Regions from separate parts of the Bicyclus anynana genome. Here region 2 is linked to region 1. Evidence: chromatin contacts called from public Hi-C data. All regions are on one chromosome and are shown on one strand. The core of a region is the stretch at or near the end of the contact, and the rest is flanking DNA. Distances in the headings are between cores, read along the strand shown.

What was found. Hi-C and Micro-C count contacts between places; a contact is called where the count stands out from the background.
Region 2: a contact with region 1 is called in a Hi-C map of whole body, with 3 times the contacts expected there. The contact joins the promoter of LOC112047020 here to the enhancer-like site in region 1. A contact is called at or near these places in 2 of 2 Hi-C or Micro-C datasets (whole body and whole larva).

Annotation. Positions count from the first base shown.
Region 1 is chr25:10,719,442-10,723,428 of ilBicAnyn1.1, forward strand. LOC112047020 reads right to left here. Exons shown (of 11, transcript XM_052889402.1): 4 at 1,296-1,446; 5 at 436-567. Among protein-coding and RNA genes, the nearest start is that of LOC112047001, 20 kb to the left of the region's middle. Within about 2 kb of position 2,585, at least 8 of the 8 cell types and tissues checked have open chromatin away from gene starts, as enhancers often do.
Region 2 is chr25:10,795,618-10,799,504 of ilBicAnyn1.1, forward strand. It overlaps LOC112047020, which reads right to left and starts at 1,349. Exons shown (of 11, transcript XM_052889402.1): 1 at 735-1,349. The coding sequence starts at 769.

The sequences.
Region 1 (3,987 bases), core at 1,335-3,834:
ATTAGCATCTAGCGAGCGTGCGAACTTGAAAGGAGTACAGGTTGTGTGAGATCATGAATTGTTAAATAACAAATAAACAGCACAGCACTAAAACTACAGTAAACATAACAAGATAATCCCTACAAGTTAATTGAACGAATCATAAACTAACATCTACACAATTTTTCACACGCTACTTAAACGCATCTCATCCACTGCAACATATCAAGAAAATTGAGTCAAATTTCGTACCGCAAATATAGCAAATGCTTCTTTGAAAGTTTCAAAATTCGATAGAGATCCTCAGATCAACCCAGAAATCTAATAACAAAGTTCCTACAGAGGTATTTTTCAGCAAATACTCTCTGACTGGTTTGTCCCGGAGCAGTTTACTTTAGTTTTCAAATCAAAGCTGTGAGGGTTCTATAAAAACCAAACAGTCAAGTTCAGGTTCACCTTGTAGTCTTCGTCCGCGCTCATCTGCTCCCTCGTGAGGCCGGACAGGTACAGGCATTTCCAGAAGTGGTTCCCGGGGCCCGCGTAGTGGTGGCCCTTGTACGCCGCGAACAGTCCCGGGTTGATGCCGATCTGAAACGAGAAAAAGCCAAAGTCAAATGTCGTCTCAAAGGGTCCTCTTAAATCTATGCCCGTGTCACTAACACTTGGTCTGGGTACTGGGGTACGTCCTGAGGTTTTCTCTCTCAACTCAACTACCGAAGGTGATTTATGTTTTTTGCAGGGACGTAGCCACCACCGTATCAGTCGCATCAATAATACGGGTCCCTGGGCTACAGGGTCCACTTAAGTGTGAAAGCAAAAATTAGTAACATCTAACCCACAACCTGACGTAATTTTGGTGCTTATTGACCCCCTAACTAATTTTGATACAGAGCCCCATCAGTCCAAGGCCACTGTTTGTAACTCAAAACCCTTGAAGAAGATCCGGTAAGTAATTGCGACGCGATTCCATCTTGGGATTGCATTGCTTAGATTTGTATTCTCTCAATTTTACGAGTTTTAATTTGATCTCAAAGCAAAATGGACATAATGTTCCTCGTCTTAAAAACGTAATTTCTGCATTTTACAAGACAGGATCGAGATGGAAGTGAAGTCTATTTGCCTGTGACGGCGTGTAAAGCTCTCCCTATCTTGAGTCTATCAAGTATCGAATCTCCATGCAGTCAAAGCAAAATGGACCGAACATTCCTCATTTCAAGGTCATATTTTGCTCAGCGGTAGGCAGGTCAGGCCCGGTCCATGTGGCTGTGACGCGCGGGGGTCGGGAGGGTATCGGCGGAGCAGCTGATCGTACTCACAATGATGATGTCCAGGTTCTCGGCCAGGTGGTCGGGCAGCGTGCGGCGCGACACCTCCTCCTCGCTCATGCCGTTGAAGCGGTCGTGCTTCTTGCGCTCCTTCACGGGCCGCGGCGCGCCGTCCATCAGGCCCTCCACCTTGATCTCCATGCTGAAGACACAGGGGATGCCATATTATTATACGGACTTTTTTATATTAATAACAAGTAAATGACACTGCAGAGGTTGACTATTGTGTCGCCAATGTTTGTGGTTCTATTTATTTGTCTTGACTGGCTTGATCTTGGAAGCAGTGAATATACGTCACTGCTTCAATTTCATGCCGTTGTAGTGTAATTCAGTTATAATAGTAAAGTATGAGACGTCAGGATGGACGAGCTGGTAGAAGAGTTTTTAACAATGACCCTCTTGACTATCAAAGATGATAGTCAAGAGGGTCGCCCGAGGATTTAGAGTGTCTACAAAGGAACTTTTAAACCATCACCTAGAGTCCGCACTGTCTCTGCTATTGTATTTGTTTTTGTAGGCATAGTTTACAAGCTCTTTTGAAACGTCAAGTTTGACTATTTGTAAAGACTACCGCCGGTATGGAAGGCAGGTAAAGTAGTTATGATAGCTGATAAATAAAGTGTCTCACGTTGCTGCTATAGAACGAGACGCTATGCCATGTCTATGGTCTTAAAGTTAAACTAAATACTAAATAGGCACTCATTGTAATAAATCCCGCACAGTGGGACATTAATTATGTTGATGATGACTTATATGGATTTGAAATATTGTTAGAGTTACGCCAAAATTAGCATATTGAGCAATTAGATTGAGTTTTTTATGGACTTTAAAAAAACTACTCTTGATAAATAGTAGGAAGAATTATTAATTAGGTCCTACCTAATTACTACTTATAAGTTTTTGTTAACTATTCAGCAATCAAAGACAATCAAAGTCATCATAAACTATCTGAGATCTAACTATCTCACGCATTTACCCAGTTCTGGGTAAGCGGAATAAAAGGAAGCGTATTTTATTCAGCCACGAAAGAACGGAGAGGGTACGAGTAGATAGTCTTTTGGTGTCAGAGGATGTACATATATGTCCTAACCTCCAAGTAGGCACATCCAAAGATGTCCGCAAACAGTGAAAATTGTTTGTAATGTTACTTTTCTTTTATTGTCCTGACTTGAGTTACTGCAATTGCATTATAAGCACAAGCACTCGATTCTCTTATCATAGTACAGATTAGCGGTGTCGGCGCCTTCGTACATATAACTCCGTCTGGCACACAGTCTCACTAGATGGCGCTGCGTGTGTCGTACGAACAAACCGCATACGTTCGTACACTGCGAAGCGCATCGGGTAGGTACCTATTCGGCGCGAGGTGCGCAGATTCCAAAATATGATAATTTTTTGCTTTCGAGAGCTCGTGCGCGGTTGCGTCAGTGCCCGTGCTCAGTGCGAGGAGCAGCATTTGCATGCTAATCGCTGCACGCGCCATTGCCGCCTCACTGCTTGTAGTGGAATGGCAAAAAATTTATTGCTTAATTATGTGTTTCTGTGAACTCATGGTCTTTGTATGACCTCGACCATGGAATACATAGTTATTTTTTTTTTATATTAGGAGTTGTTGCAACAAATGGTCCATGTGATGTTAGGTAAGAATCAGCTAGGGCTAATTACCACCCTGCTAACCAAGATGTACCTCCAAGCGATCTGGCGTTCCGGTACGATCCCGCGTAGAACTAGTAGAATTATTTCATTTTCAACTTTCTGCTGGCCTGTTTTTTTATCAACCGATTAAAATAAACAACAAATCAAATTGAGAAATGTCATCTACCTATTGTATCATATCCACCGGTAAGCACCGGATGACATTTGTTGCATAGACTCTCAATTTCATATAGATATCAACTAGCATACGGCAAAGATAGTGCTAGTATAAGCCTGGGTCACCGCGTCCATCCAACTTAGTTTAACACCAAACTTTTAATAATCGTTATTGTATAAAGACTATTGAATTCTGAATGAAATGCGTGATTATTATTTTCTTTATATTAATTCAGTATGTAAAATTAAAACTTTCTTCCATAAAACAACTGACTTATAACTTTTTGGAAGTCGATTAATAATTTACCGGTTCACGGATAATAGCGAATACATACAACAGAATTTCGCATTTATAAGACTTTTTATCATTAAAAAAATTACCATAACAAACAAAAGACCGCGTTCAGAGCGATCGTTGTGTTCCGTCGACACAGGAGCTAACGAACCTACACGAGCGACCCAGTTCACGAGCTGCCCCTCTAGCCAAGTGGCACGTCGATTCTCTTTCTACGATCGCTAACGCTTCGAAAACTAGAAAGATGTATGGAAACGACAGATCTTGATCACGTGACCTGTCGATAGCAAATGACATTCCCATACATCTTTCTAGTTTTCGAAGAAGAAGCGTTGGCTTGGCTGAGCTGTTATGGCCAATACTAAAGGCAGTTTTTAGGGCTCCGTAGTCCACAAGGAACCCTTATAGTTTCGCCATGTCTGTCCGTCTGTCTGTCCGCGGTTTAGCGCAGACTCTACTACTAGGTACAAGAAAGCTAAAATTTGATATGTGTACGTATATTAATTTTGTCTATAAAGTGGTAGAACGACATTTTGAAAAAAAAAATATTGCGGTCCCTTTCCTACATGCAAAGTG
Region 2 (3,887 bases), core at 99-2,598, 75 kb after region 1:
AGACACACTCCCTGTCATACCTTAGCAAACAACACCAGACCATCCCAGCAGAGCTATGGTGGACTGCTCATCGTGCTGACTAAGACTAGATCATTACCAGGGAGCTTGCAGCTGCTGCATTGCACAGCTGCGCGGCCAGGGGGTCCTGGGGCAGCCTCTCACGACACTACACACATTGTGGTGGTCACTGTACACTGGGCCCCGAGGATCGATCCCGCGCCGGGCGCGCTACCATCGTCAGTTCGCACAAATCACGACCTAACCTCAAAATGCACACTGCGAGTGATAGATCGCGAAACACAGATGTTCGAGAGGCGCAATCCCCGAGTGGACGTAAACACTGCTTGGACAAAGAACGCGCTGCGCTCGGGCGCTTTGTTCGCGCACGTCGCCAGCCTGCGCTGCACCGTGGCGAGTGCGTGTCGCGGAGCGCCAGGCGAGCGCCGTGCGATGCGCTCGCACGTCGGTCACGCTCGGCCGCCGCGCCGCTGATCGCTATCGGCCCTGCCACCCGCCCTGCCGCGAGACGGCCGTGTCCTCGCCTCGCGTTCGCGGACGGCTCGATCGCCGAAATGGCGCAACGGCGCGAGGGCCGTGACGCCGTCGGGAGAGAATGTCGACGTTCCGAGCCGAGTGCGAGCGCACCGTTTCGCAACGAGCTCGCGGGGACCGAAATAATCCACGGCGGGCGCTAGGGAGCGGGCCCTCGGGCGCGCGCTGGCGGAGATACTCACGGCCTGTCCGGTCGCAGCGGGTCGGCGGCGTCCATGGCGCGCCCGGGCCCTGGCCGCGGCCGGGCTGCGGCCGTCGGCCGAGCGACGCGATTCCGATCTCACTCGGAGCACGCTGAGATACACTGTCGCACCATCTCGACGACACTACACTTCACCTACACCCTACACTTGTACCGCGACGTTTTAATTCGCGTATAAACACTCCGCGAACGGTGTTTTGTTACATCCGTTGACTTTTCTTTGAAAAATCAATATACATTTTCCCAGAGTTAGATAGGACGAGTCGATGTCCAGCGCAGGTTATGTGCGTGAAGTTTGCAAGCTTTTTTAGCGCACCGGTGTTACCATAATTTTTTTGCCCATTTTTTTTGTTCAGTGTTGTGATTTTTTTTTTACTGATTTGTGATGCACTTCGGATCGGTCTGCGCAGCGTTGGGTCTCTCGTAATGCTCGCATGCGCGCTGTGGTGGCGCTCTGGTCGTGATTGTAACGGCGGGCAAATATGAATTGTAACATTTCCTTAGCTGTTAGTGTTGTAATGTCATACTTGTAGATATGGTAAAAATAATAAATTACTAACATTATATTATATTGTAAATTAAACTGCACACGTTTTCTGTACAACAATTTTATTAAGTATAGTTCATAAATATTACAAAACTATAATATAAAATTTAATTTCCAAATAGTTTCTATAAAATTAGTACACAAAATATGACATAGTTAATTTGCTTCGCGACCGATGAAATTGCGATTCAGGGTTAAGTTGGAGGAGTTGAATCTCACTTTAAGCATAAAAAGTGAAGAGATCACACCTCCACTTAATCCTTAACGCTAATAAGGTATCTTCTCGTCGCCGAATGCGTTGGTTCCCGAGCGTCGAGCGGATGTCGAAGGAGGTTCCACGCGTGAGCTGGAAAGATAGATCTGGCAGCAATAGTTATCAAACTGTCAAGATCCCCTGTCCAACTCAGACGTGAAGCCTGTCGCGTCGTCTCGATGTCCCGCCGGCTCGTACCTCCTCAGGTCTGAAATGTAAAGGGATATATCAGAGCAGTGGAGCGAGCGCGCGGCCCGTGCCCCGCAGCGTCTGTGCGCGCTATCAGCACTCGAAAAGGTGCGGCGACGTGATAAGAGCACGGCTTTTCCCCCTCGCGTCAGCGACCCTGCGCCGCTCCGTGTCAAATGTATTCGCTATTTCTTTATTGAATCAATACGAGGATAATTCTACATAATAACAATGCCAGCCGACCGCATGGGATAAGCGAACACATGTGCCATTGGACCACCATATGTCGTTACGTAAGCGTCGGTTAACACGTTACCCGCCACAGTGACACTCGAAAATACCTAACACGATTGTTAGCATTCAGATGTACGCAATACGCATCACTTTAAAAAAAATATGACATACTTAGTACCGACAATTTTTAACACTGAAGTATATACGGCGGAAAAGTACCACGTCAGCAAATGATAAAGTTATATTTGTAATAGAAATTGATCGGTATCCGCGATTCAAATCACTAGGAAGAGAAAACGGTCGCTGAGCACCCGAATTACCAACTGTAGACCTGGACTCCGGGCTAGGGTACTGTAGATATGCAAGTCAACGTTAATCACAGCGCAAACTTCGATAGAGGCCCGATCGATCGATGGTCCCATATTTATACACTCGATCATATCTTCAGATACGATATCAGGCCGGCGGCGAGAGGTACGAATGTCCACCATGATTGTGATAAGATTCGAAGCACCGGGAATCGATTGGTCCTCGCGGGCCGTATCGGGCGCGCAAACACTTCACTCCGCCAATCGGCTACGTATCACCGATAAGAGAACTCCGACGAGGCGCGTAGGGCTCCGCTGGCGGCCCGCCGCCGCGGCGCGCTATCTCCTAGCGACTGCTCCACTACAATGGATGAATGTTTGCTATAGAAATACACCTTTATTACGTTATATCTCGGCGGCAATAGATAATTTCACTATTTTCTCATTCGCGTGCACATTTTCAGCTGATTTATGGATATTATGATTTAATTGTGTTTGATAAACGAGTAGGTAGGTACGTCTCTTATGTAGGCTACTATCACCCGTCGCGTTAGCGTCGAGAGTTGAGTTTCAAACTACTAAGAGAGTCACTGAAATAATTGAAAAGTAAAAGAAAATTTTCAGGATTACTGAAACATAAACATACCTAGCTGGCAGTAAGTAGTACTTACAAAAAACAAAAGGATTATAGCGATAACGCATGTACTTACATACTTATCACATATCGACGTCTTATCGATATTCTGCCTCAACCATATACCTATTTCAACATGTAGTACCAACCTTCAATAGGTACATTATCGAAGCCATTTGGAATCATCTATTAAAATCCTGGTTTATCTAAATAATTTAATATTTAACAGGTCAACGTGAATTGCAATAATCAAAACAATTGTAAAATTAAAATATTAATAAGATTATTATACTTAATTACTTTATAATCGTGGCACTAATTCTGATACACAAAATGTGTTAGCTAGAATAAATGTACGTGATAGTACGTGGAAGAATTTCGACATGGCAGATAAGGTGGCAAAAGGCGCATATCAAACGGTGTCATTTGATAAGACATGAGGTGTGTGCTTTCTGGAACACTTATAGACAGGTGGAACGCTATCATTTCAACATTATTTTAATATTAAGTTTTTATGAAATTTTTCCATTGAAAATTTTTAACTCCGCACGGCATTCCAAAAAGGAATGAATGAGTGAGTGAACGATGCCAATATTATATATTAAACTTTAAATATTGTGATTATAACTAGTTTTGTATAATGACATTAATTATATTCGTATTAAAAAATCTAGATATAGGTACGTAAAAGTAAATATACTGTACCTAGTTATATGTACTTATATCTATTTGTATTTATCATCTTTGTTCAATCACGGCTATATTAAAATATTTTAAACCTTTTCCCTTCCAAGTCTTCTATTCAACAAAAACAAAAAAATCTGACATATTAATTTTAAACATGAATACCTAATTACTATATTGTATGCTTTTAGCACAGTAAATACTCTGCTTTTAGTGTCAGCGTTAGTAGGTACGAGTATAAATATTAGAGCTGACATTGAAATAAGCCTTATTTCTTGTACGTT